Regions from separate parts of the Mustela erminea genome. Here region 1 is linked to region 2. Evidence: chromatin contacts called from public Hi-C data. All regions are on one chromosome and are shown on one strand. The core of a region is the stretch at or near the end of the contact, and the rest is flanking DNA. Distances in the headings are between cores, read along the strand shown.

Region 1 (4,189 bases), core at 1,256-3,755, 160 kb after region 2:
TTAAATATCCTTTTATGCCTTTTGAATTTTATACAATGTGAACACATGACCTATTTTTAAAAATCTGTTTGGCAAAATTACTTCCAAGTGTCAGATACTGCTGGCTTCTGTAAGCCAGAAAAGTACAGTACTAAAGAAATGTAAAGGTCATTTTAATGACACCTCACTGAAAATCTGAATCTTCAATTCCAGTGAAGAGTTATTCATACCAACAGCAGGAAAACCTTACAAGCATTTCAAGTTCACTAAACTCCCCAGAGTTGAGTTATTCTGCTGTATCATTTCATTAAAGTTTAAACATCATTGGAAACAAATACCTGGTACTACAAAAATTAATGTCAACTGGAGAATGAAAAATAAAGGTAAAAAAGTAAGCTATCAAAGGAGCAATGATCTAAATAAATCTTTGAAAATTTGCAAATCAATCACACACATATATACACATCTATAGTAAAATGTCGCAAATTCTTTTAAAATCTAAAATGCCGTAGTATTAAAAAAATGGAGATGTCAAGCATGGAGCTATCAGCAACATTAACTCACACAGCTTGAACTAGAAGATGCAACATGATCTGTTTCCTGACACAATTGCATAATCTCAATTACCCAGAAGATTCTACCAAACAGGAAATTCATGATGTGACTTCAAGAAACACAGGAATTATAAAGATTAACACATCCAAAAGTCTGGAATTTGTTCAAAAACAAAAAAATAATTTTATAAAGCCCCTTTCAAATGATGCATGCACATGAATACATGAATTAGTCTCAAATCAGCAGCTCTCAAGTTACAGTAAATCTAAAATTGAGTGTGTAATACCTAAATTAGTGAAATATTTCAGATCCAGAAATTTTATGGTATCAATTTAATTTAAAACACCCAGTGTGATTTAAAGATGAGACGTGTCTCTTCCTTCCTTTGCTATAGACTACTCCTTCCTTTGCTATAGATCTTTACAAAAACCATCGTGTACCTCAGGCTACAAATGCAGATAAGTTCCCTGCAAACTCTCTCACGGACTTTAAAATATATATATATATTCACAAGATGTACTGCAATTTAAAAATATTTACAATACACCCCAGCATTGTTAGTAACTTCTTGCTCTTGAGCGCATCCAACGGATCTGAATCTCGCTTGCTGCAAAGGGGAAAATTGTTTTGCCAAACAATACTTAAATGAGCAGTGGTATGTGACTAATCAGTGAGGCCGCCAGCTTCTCAAGCTGCAGTGTTCTTGCAGGCACTACCACCCACCCCCACTCTGCAAAAAGGAAATACGCTTTCAACCGAATCGGAAACACACCACTCAAGCTGGCACTGTGCTGGCCGAGATAAAGTCGGTATTTTAGGTTCCACGGGTCGCTGCTAATGCAAGTGCGAATTCAAAACGAATGCTTTTCAAAAGGAGATTTCGAAAGAGGTTTGCAAAAAAAAAAAAAAACAACAACCCGGACAGAACGCCCTTCGTCGTCAGTTTTGTTCGGACAACCGCAGTCTCCCGGTCGAGCTTTGCCCTTCTGCTTCTCCCTGCAGCTCCCCGGGCTTGTCTGCTTTGAGGACGGGCTTTGGCGCCCAAAGTAGACGCACCTCCCGAGAGGATCTTCCTGCTGGATGCTGGCAGGGAGACCCCCGAAGAGGCACCCCCGCCCCCGTGCCTGCCCCCGAAGCAGCAATCCCCACAAGAAGGGCTTGCGCAAGGTGCGAGCCGGGGACGAGCTCCAGCACCACAACCCACCGTGGACCTGCATCCTGCACACAGCTGACCGCCTACCTGGGGGTGCAGAGTGAGGGGTGCAAGGGGTACAGGGAGTGCAGGACAGGGGTCCAAGAGGCTGCGGTGCTCTCCCCCAAGGACAATTCCTGCCGCTTGGTGCATCGCTGAGCTATGGGGGCAGGCCTGGCTCTGGGGTATTAAGGGCCACTCAGCCCACCGCAGACCCAAACCCGGTGACACTCACCACACGGAGCCATAGGCACCAGAGCCCACCGGGGAGAGATTCTGGTAACGCTCGGGCACCTCCCAGATTGTCTTGTTCAGCTCCTGCCGGTAGAACGTGGGCCTCTCCTGAGACATCTTCCAGCGGCGGCCGCGGGGCTAGGAGGTGGCCCTGAGGGGCCCCGCCTGCGCCCGCTCCCGCTCTCCGGCCCTCGTCGCCCGCCCAGCCGGGCGGGGACCTGGAGCTGGCAGTCGGCGCAGGTGCGGCAGACGCGACCCCGCCGACTCCCGCGCGCGCGGCCCCTGTCAGCCGCAGCTGCTGGACGCGTCTCAGCGACGGGAGCGAGCCCGGCTAAGGGCAAGGGCACGCTCCGGAGCCCAAGGCTGCGCCCACCACGCTCTCCCTGCACCCTCTCCCAGACCAGGCCGACTCCCGGCTGCGCCGCGGGACTACCGCTCCAGCTGCAGCGCCCGCTGAGGTTCCAGTGGTCGCCGTTCCAGAGCCAGCGAACAGGAGCCTCTTGCCGTACTCTCGCGAGAGCAGCTCCCGGGACTCTCCGCGAGCCGAGATTTTACCCAATATGGAACCTGCCCACGGGAGGGGGTTGACGACGGGAGAGGATGGGAGGAGCACTTCTCGCGAGAAAAGAGCAACAGCTGGACACCAGAGGCAAGAACTCTCCGGGACTTAAGGGCGCGAAGGCGGACCCGGGAAGGAAGGGATAAGCTGGCAATGTATGCCGCGTGCGCCCCACCGTGGTCGGCGGGGTAAGTGCCTGGCTCCGTTGTGGAAAGCGACAGTGACTAATAGGGTGTCGGGAAAAGAGCCAAAAGATCTTTGAACTGCCTGTAGTCACCAGCAGCTGAGCATCTGCTAAGCAGAACACCCAATTTCCAAGAAATATTTACATTAAAAAAAAGAGATTCTGGCCAGAAAGCCGTTGTATTCCATCTGCTCAAGGACATACGGCTTAATCTTCGGAATTGTGACGAACTCTATCCCAAAAGCAAATATTAGTTCTGCATTAAGGCTGAGGTTTTCCATCCAAACTCTCCTAGCGGTTCTTAAACTTTTATGTGCAGAAGAATCACTTTAGATGTTTAAAAATGCAAAGTCTCAGGACCCACAGGGAGTCTAAGTGGATAGGTCCGTGACAGGCTCCAAGAATGCGCATTTTTACAAAATGCCCCAGGTAGTTCTGATTAAGGAAAGTCTCCGGTATCTCCCTTTGAAAGGGGTTTTGAAACATTACTCAGAGGGTTTGAAACTGATTTCTGCTCTGAAGCTTCCAGTGAAGACGATTTTAAGCATTTGATTCATGCCTTTCAGATTAAGAAGCAGCCGGGTGGCTCAGTGGGTTAAAGCCTCTGCCTTCGGCTCAGGTCGTGATCCCAGGGTCCTGGGATGGAGCCCCACATCGGGCTCCCTGTTCGACAGGGAGCCTGCTCCCCCCACCTTCCCTCTGCCTCTCTGCGTACTTGTGATCTCTACCTGTCAAATAAATAAAATCTTAAAAAAAAAAAAAAAAAAAGGAGAGCAAGGCAGAGAGTGGTCTTCTGGCAGTGTCACATCAGGCAAGTCGATTGACGTTTCTTAGACCTTCGTTCTAGTTCTGGGAAAAATAATTCCTGCAAAAATAATTCCTGCCTTACATTCCCACCTAATAGGGTTATTTATAAAGCTGAACAAAATAAGTGTGATTGGGCAAGATATTATAACCCCATACCTCCCCCCACTTTTAAGCTTGTCACAATCTCTCTTAGAAATAACTGGGTTAGGGGCGCCTGGGTGACTCAGTTGGTTGGACGACTGCCTTCAGCTCAGGTCATGATCCTGGAGTACCAGGATCGAGTCCGGCATCGGGCTCCCAGCTCCATGGGGAGTCTGCTTCTCCCTCTGACCTTCTCCTCGCTCATGCTCTCTCTCACTTTCTCTCTCTCAAATGTATTTTTAAAATCTTAAAAGAAAGAAAGAAAGAAAGAAAGAAAGAAAGAAAGAAAGAAAGAAAGAAAGAAAGAAAGAAAGAAATAACTGGGTCCGACCCAGGACACTTCTCAGCACTTACTTAGAGAGCTTTGGTGTTACGCATCCCTTGGAGTGCTCCGATTTTGCCTATCTTGTCCCAGCATCTTGCACAGTGCCTGGAACATAACTGGTACACCATAAATATTTATTGGACTAATCATGAATAATGACCATGATCTCAGTTTAGAAGGTAGTGCAGGATCCTCAGTTCTCCTTGAGGAAAA
Region 2 (4,468 bases), core at 1,216-3,715:
TGCATGGTTTTCTCTGGAAATCACAGCACTGAGGATGCACTGACTAGTACATCTCTAAGCAGAAACACTGGAAGTTCTAGGAGTGGCCCCAAGTGGCACTGAGTTTTAAGTGGCCTATCTGGGACCCTCACTGGACCTACAGCCAAGGTGACTGGGAATACACCTGAGGTAAACTCTCAAAGCATTTTGTTACCTCAAAAATACTTACATCTAATCTACCCTTGTGTAGCAAGGATAAAGCCCTGAAGTTTCCCACATCACTCTTTGGGTAAAGGGAACTATGACAAGCCCGTAAGGAGCTGTGGTAGCAGTTACTGAGGCCATCACTACCAGGAAAGACATTAGGGGATATGGTACCCCAAGGTGTGGGCAGAGACCTGGGAAGGTACGCACAGTGAGAGGATTTCGAAGAGAAAAAGAGTTTGTCACCTTGGTTGCAGGATCTACCATTTTTATCTATGAAGTAGAGACGATGATAATTTAGCACACTTTTGCAAACTATAAATCCCTTTTCCTTTTTTTAAAAGATACTATTTTTTTTTTTTTTAATTTCTAAGTAATCTCTACCCCCACTGTGGGGCTTGAACTCAACTCTGAGATCAAGAGTTGCATGCTCTACCAACTGAGTCAGCCAGGTGGCCCAATCCCCTTTACTCTTAAAATTTCTCTCCACTAGTTTGGGAGGCAGAATAGCTTTTATCATCTCCATTTTACAGATGAAGAAACAAGCTCAGAAAAGTATCACTCAACCCAAAGGTAGTTGAGTGATAAAGCTACAATTCAAACCGAGATGATGGGTTGAACTCATTTCACTGGGAAGAACACCACAGAGATGCCATGGTCTAGAACGAAATGAGTCTCTGGGGCACTCCAGGTGCTAATCTTGGCCCTGTGTGACCTGGAGAAAGTCACTTAATCTCCCTGTGCCTCCAGACTCCACCAATAAAATGAGAATAAAATCTACCTTTTAGGGGTTGCCATACGCTAATAAGGTTTATTAACATCCTTATTTAAAAGGTTTTCCAATCCCAAGGTGTGACTGAAACAAACAAAAACAACTTGGCTGAGGAACAGGGCCAGGCAGGGACACACCCCAACAGAATCATCACAGCAATTCTGTCCAGGTTTCAGAGGCCCTTGGCCACTATATGCCTGACAAATGTCAACTCCCTGGGGGTAGTCCCAGCCAAAAGACCTGCTTCATTGTCCCCACACCCACCCGGCCCTCCCCTCGTGGGAAGGGAGATCCTTGCAAAGGTATGAAAATCTACCTCAACACTAACCAGAAATAGTTTAGACAGAGGGTATGGAGCCTCCTTTGTTAAAGCGCTGTATATTCTTCCTCCCTACCTGCTACCTCCTTGGCAGCCTGGGTTAGCCCTCATCCAGGCAGCAAGTATCTGTGGAGAACCTCTTGGGTCCTACCCCTGCCTCTAAACACTGGAAGGGCAAATTCTGGAGAGGGAAGGGCTCCTGCTGAGGAAATGAGTTTCGCCCACAAGGAGGTTACAGTCCAGTTTTTTGGCGGGATTTTCTCAACCCACACAGCCGTTCCCACAAACACCTCCAAATACCCCCAACACCCCCGGGGGCTCCTCAGCACCCCTAAGCCCCCACTCGTCCATCCCACCCAGGTCCCCAAAGAACGAGGAGTTTCTGCAATTAGGCTGTATCCCCTGCACCCCCACGAGAGACTCATGAGACAGGGGAAAGACTCAACTAAGGCTCTTGCTCCTTTAAAAGGGCACCTCTTCCAGAAGAATCTTGACCCTTCCGAGGAGAAAGGAGGGAAATAACATCTCCACCCCTGAGGGGAGGGGGCGAGAGCGCCAGAGACAGACTGACGCGGAGTCCGACCCTCAGACAGAGAAAGCTAGCGCCAGCGAACCAGCGGGGCACAGAGGCGGGCGCCCATTGGTCGTCTCACCTGCCCGTCAGGAGGAACCTGGGGTGCAAGGGACGCTCAGGGGGTGGAACACTCCTCTGGTCTGACCAATCGGAGAACATGGCGGGGGCGGGGCTCGGCGGCTCGCCAGCCAGGGCCAGGGGGGAGGGAAACAAGATGGCGGCTGCGGGAGGGGGTCCTCGCTTTTCAGCTCCCCCCTCACCCGCTTCTTCTTCCCCGCCGCAGCCCTCGCTCCAGGAGAGCGCTTTCGCGCCGCCCCCGCCCCACTCGGGAAGCCCCCTGCTTCCCTCTCGTCGCCCCCCCACCCGCGCAATCCCTGGTCCCCGTAGGCCCCGCTGCCCCCGCCCTCGCTCTGTCCGGCCCCGCTGCCACCCCCATTACCTCAGCCGCCGGCCCGGCCCCACCGTTCGGGGCCCCTGGGCGCTGGCGGGCCAGCCGTCGAGCAGGTCGGCGCGGCCCGGGGAGCGGAGCGCGACCTCCTCCCGCGCTGGCCTCCGCGGCCACTGCCGTGCCCCCTCCCGGCCCGCGCTGGGGCCCCGGCCCGGCTGCCGCCGCCGCTCCCGGGGGAGGAGGGGGAATGAAGCCGCTGCCGCCGCCGCTGCCGCCACGGAGCCCGGCCGAGGGGAGGGAGGGATCAGCCCCCAGGCAGGATCCGCCCCTCCGGCCTCCCCCCCGCCACCTCCACCCCTTCCCTCGCTCCCTCCCTGGCTCCGCGGGCTCTCCCGCTGAACAGGAGCTAGAGCGCGAAAGAGCGGGGAACGGGAAGAAAATCCCCCCGCCCGTCCCCGGCGCGGCGGCGGCCGGGGCGGCGCGGAGAGGAGCGCGGAGCCGCCGCCGCCACGGGGCACCGTCCCCCGCTCGGCCTCACGGTGGCGGTGCGGACGCGGTAGGGGCGCCGAGCAGAGACGGGGTCTGCCCCCGCCGCGGCCAAGGCTCACCCCAGCCAAGCCTCCGCCGCGGGGCGAGCCCCACAAGGGAGCGGGGGACGTTGGGGTCTGCTTGGGAAAGACGGGGATTCCCTAACTCTTTAGAGTGCCCAGTCGTCCCCTCCCCCTGTCCCTGCGGAGAGGTGACTACGGTTTGGGGCAACGAACCCCCTCCCGGAGCTAGAGGGCTCCTCCAGAGGTTAAGCCAGGGCAGTCATTGGAGTCAAAACCGGCCTATAGTTTCTTGAGGTGCAGGTGCCTGCATTACTCCCAGAAAGTCGCCCTTCCTCCCCGGCCGTGCTCTGGTCCGGAGGACAAAGGTCTAGCGATGTCCATCCCCTCCCCCAGTGAGGACAGCAGGAAAAGACCCTCTGTTGTGTACAGGTGCGCATCTTGTTCCCTGTAGGACATCCTTCTTAAGAAAAAGACCTGACTTTTCGTTATGTGCTATTCTCTCCCTATGTGTTTAGAAAGAGTAAACATAAAAGTTTGACAGTCTACTTAAGGACGTCTGATAACTCGTTTGTCACTGTAGACATGGGAAACACTCTCTCCTTAAACCTGATTTGGCTAGGAATCGGTTAATTTAATGCAATAAGCGGCTTTCTAAAAGACTTGACAAATGGCAACTTCAGACTTTCAGATGTAATCAGACTGGCTTTGTCTCCATAAGTAAATTTAAGAAGAGGAGACGACTTTGCCACCCCCCCCTTTCTCCTATAAATCAGAAAGCTTACCTCATATGACTGAAGTCTTAAGTACCAATATTTAATGATGGCGTAAAAGATGTATGGATAGACTGCCTTTAAATGTGAAGATGAATGACATATTTTGAAAGCGTTTCCTCTGCCCGCGCTGGTGGTGTAGCTTGGTGAAGCTTCTCACAATTTCTTGCTTGGTTATGATGATCAAGGACACCGATTCTAGAGTCAGAGGATGAAAGATAGTCTTAGGATGCAAGTCTTCCAAATGTTTAAACGGAGCGTACTGCGACTTTTGAAGTATAGATGTTCATTACCCTAGGAATTTAAAAAATTGTGTTTTGAATTTGAAAATTTGATGAAAGTAAGGAATCTAATTTGTATTACAAAGATGTTTTTCCTATTACACAGTAGCACCTTGTAGAAGTGAAAACAGTGATAGCAAAAATTCTTCTGTTGGCCAATTTTCTGAAAGAAAATGGAGTGTCTTGTGGAGCTAAGCAAGGGCAGGGCAATGTTTTGAAAACTGTGATGATGGAGGAGTATGAATTAATGTCAAGTGTTCTAAAGCTAGGGGGAATAATCATTTGGAGGGAAGGTGTAGATAGTATCAAGATGATTAATTGTGGAAGGGAAAGCCCCAGAGGCAAGATACTACTACAATTACTGTTAGTTAAAGGGGGGGGGGGCCTGAAAACTAAAAGAAACAAGAATACTGAATTTCATTTCTTGTTCTTTTAAAATATGAGCTACATCCATTTATACATATGACTAATAATTTTTATTTCTTGGTAAGTGTTCACAGAATTTATTTAGCACAGCTCCCATCTGTGTGATTGGGAGCTCTTTTCCCACTAAACTTAATGAATAAGATACCTTGGGAAAATACATTGGTTTTCACTTGCAAGAGTAAGTAAAAAAGAATGATTTAAATG

The links. Hi-C and Micro-C count contacts between places; a contact is called where the count stands out from the background.
Region 1: a contact with region 2 is called in a Hi-C map of skeletal muscle, with 9 times the contacts expected there. The contact joins the promoter of MAPK14 here to the promoter of BRPF3 in region 2. A contact is called at or near these places in 2 of 3 Hi-C or Micro-C datasets (skeletal muscle and spleen).

The regions. Positions count from the first base shown.
Region 1 is chr4:116,926,256-116,930,444 of mMusErm1.Pri, forward strand. It overlaps MAPK14 (mitogen-activated protein kinase 14), which reads right to left and starts at 2,506. Exons shown (of 12, transcript XM_032340506.1): 1 at 1,962-2,506. The coding sequence starts at 2,077. It overlaps SLC26A8 (testis anion transporter 1), which reads left to right and starts at 2,572. Exons shown (of 18, transcript XM_032340502.1): 1 at 2,572-2,707. The coding sequence starts at 2,677. It overlaps LOC116588861 (a long non-coding RNA gene), which reads right to left and starts at 1,955. Exons shown (of 2, transcript XR_004285112.1): 1 at 1,307-1,955; 2 at 1-643.
Region 2 is chr4:116,762,479-116,766,946 of mMusErm1.Pri, forward strand. It overlaps BRPF3 (bromodomain and PHD finger-containing protein 3), which reads right to left and starts at 2,466. Exons shown (of 13, transcript XM_032340489.1): 1 at 2,288-2,466.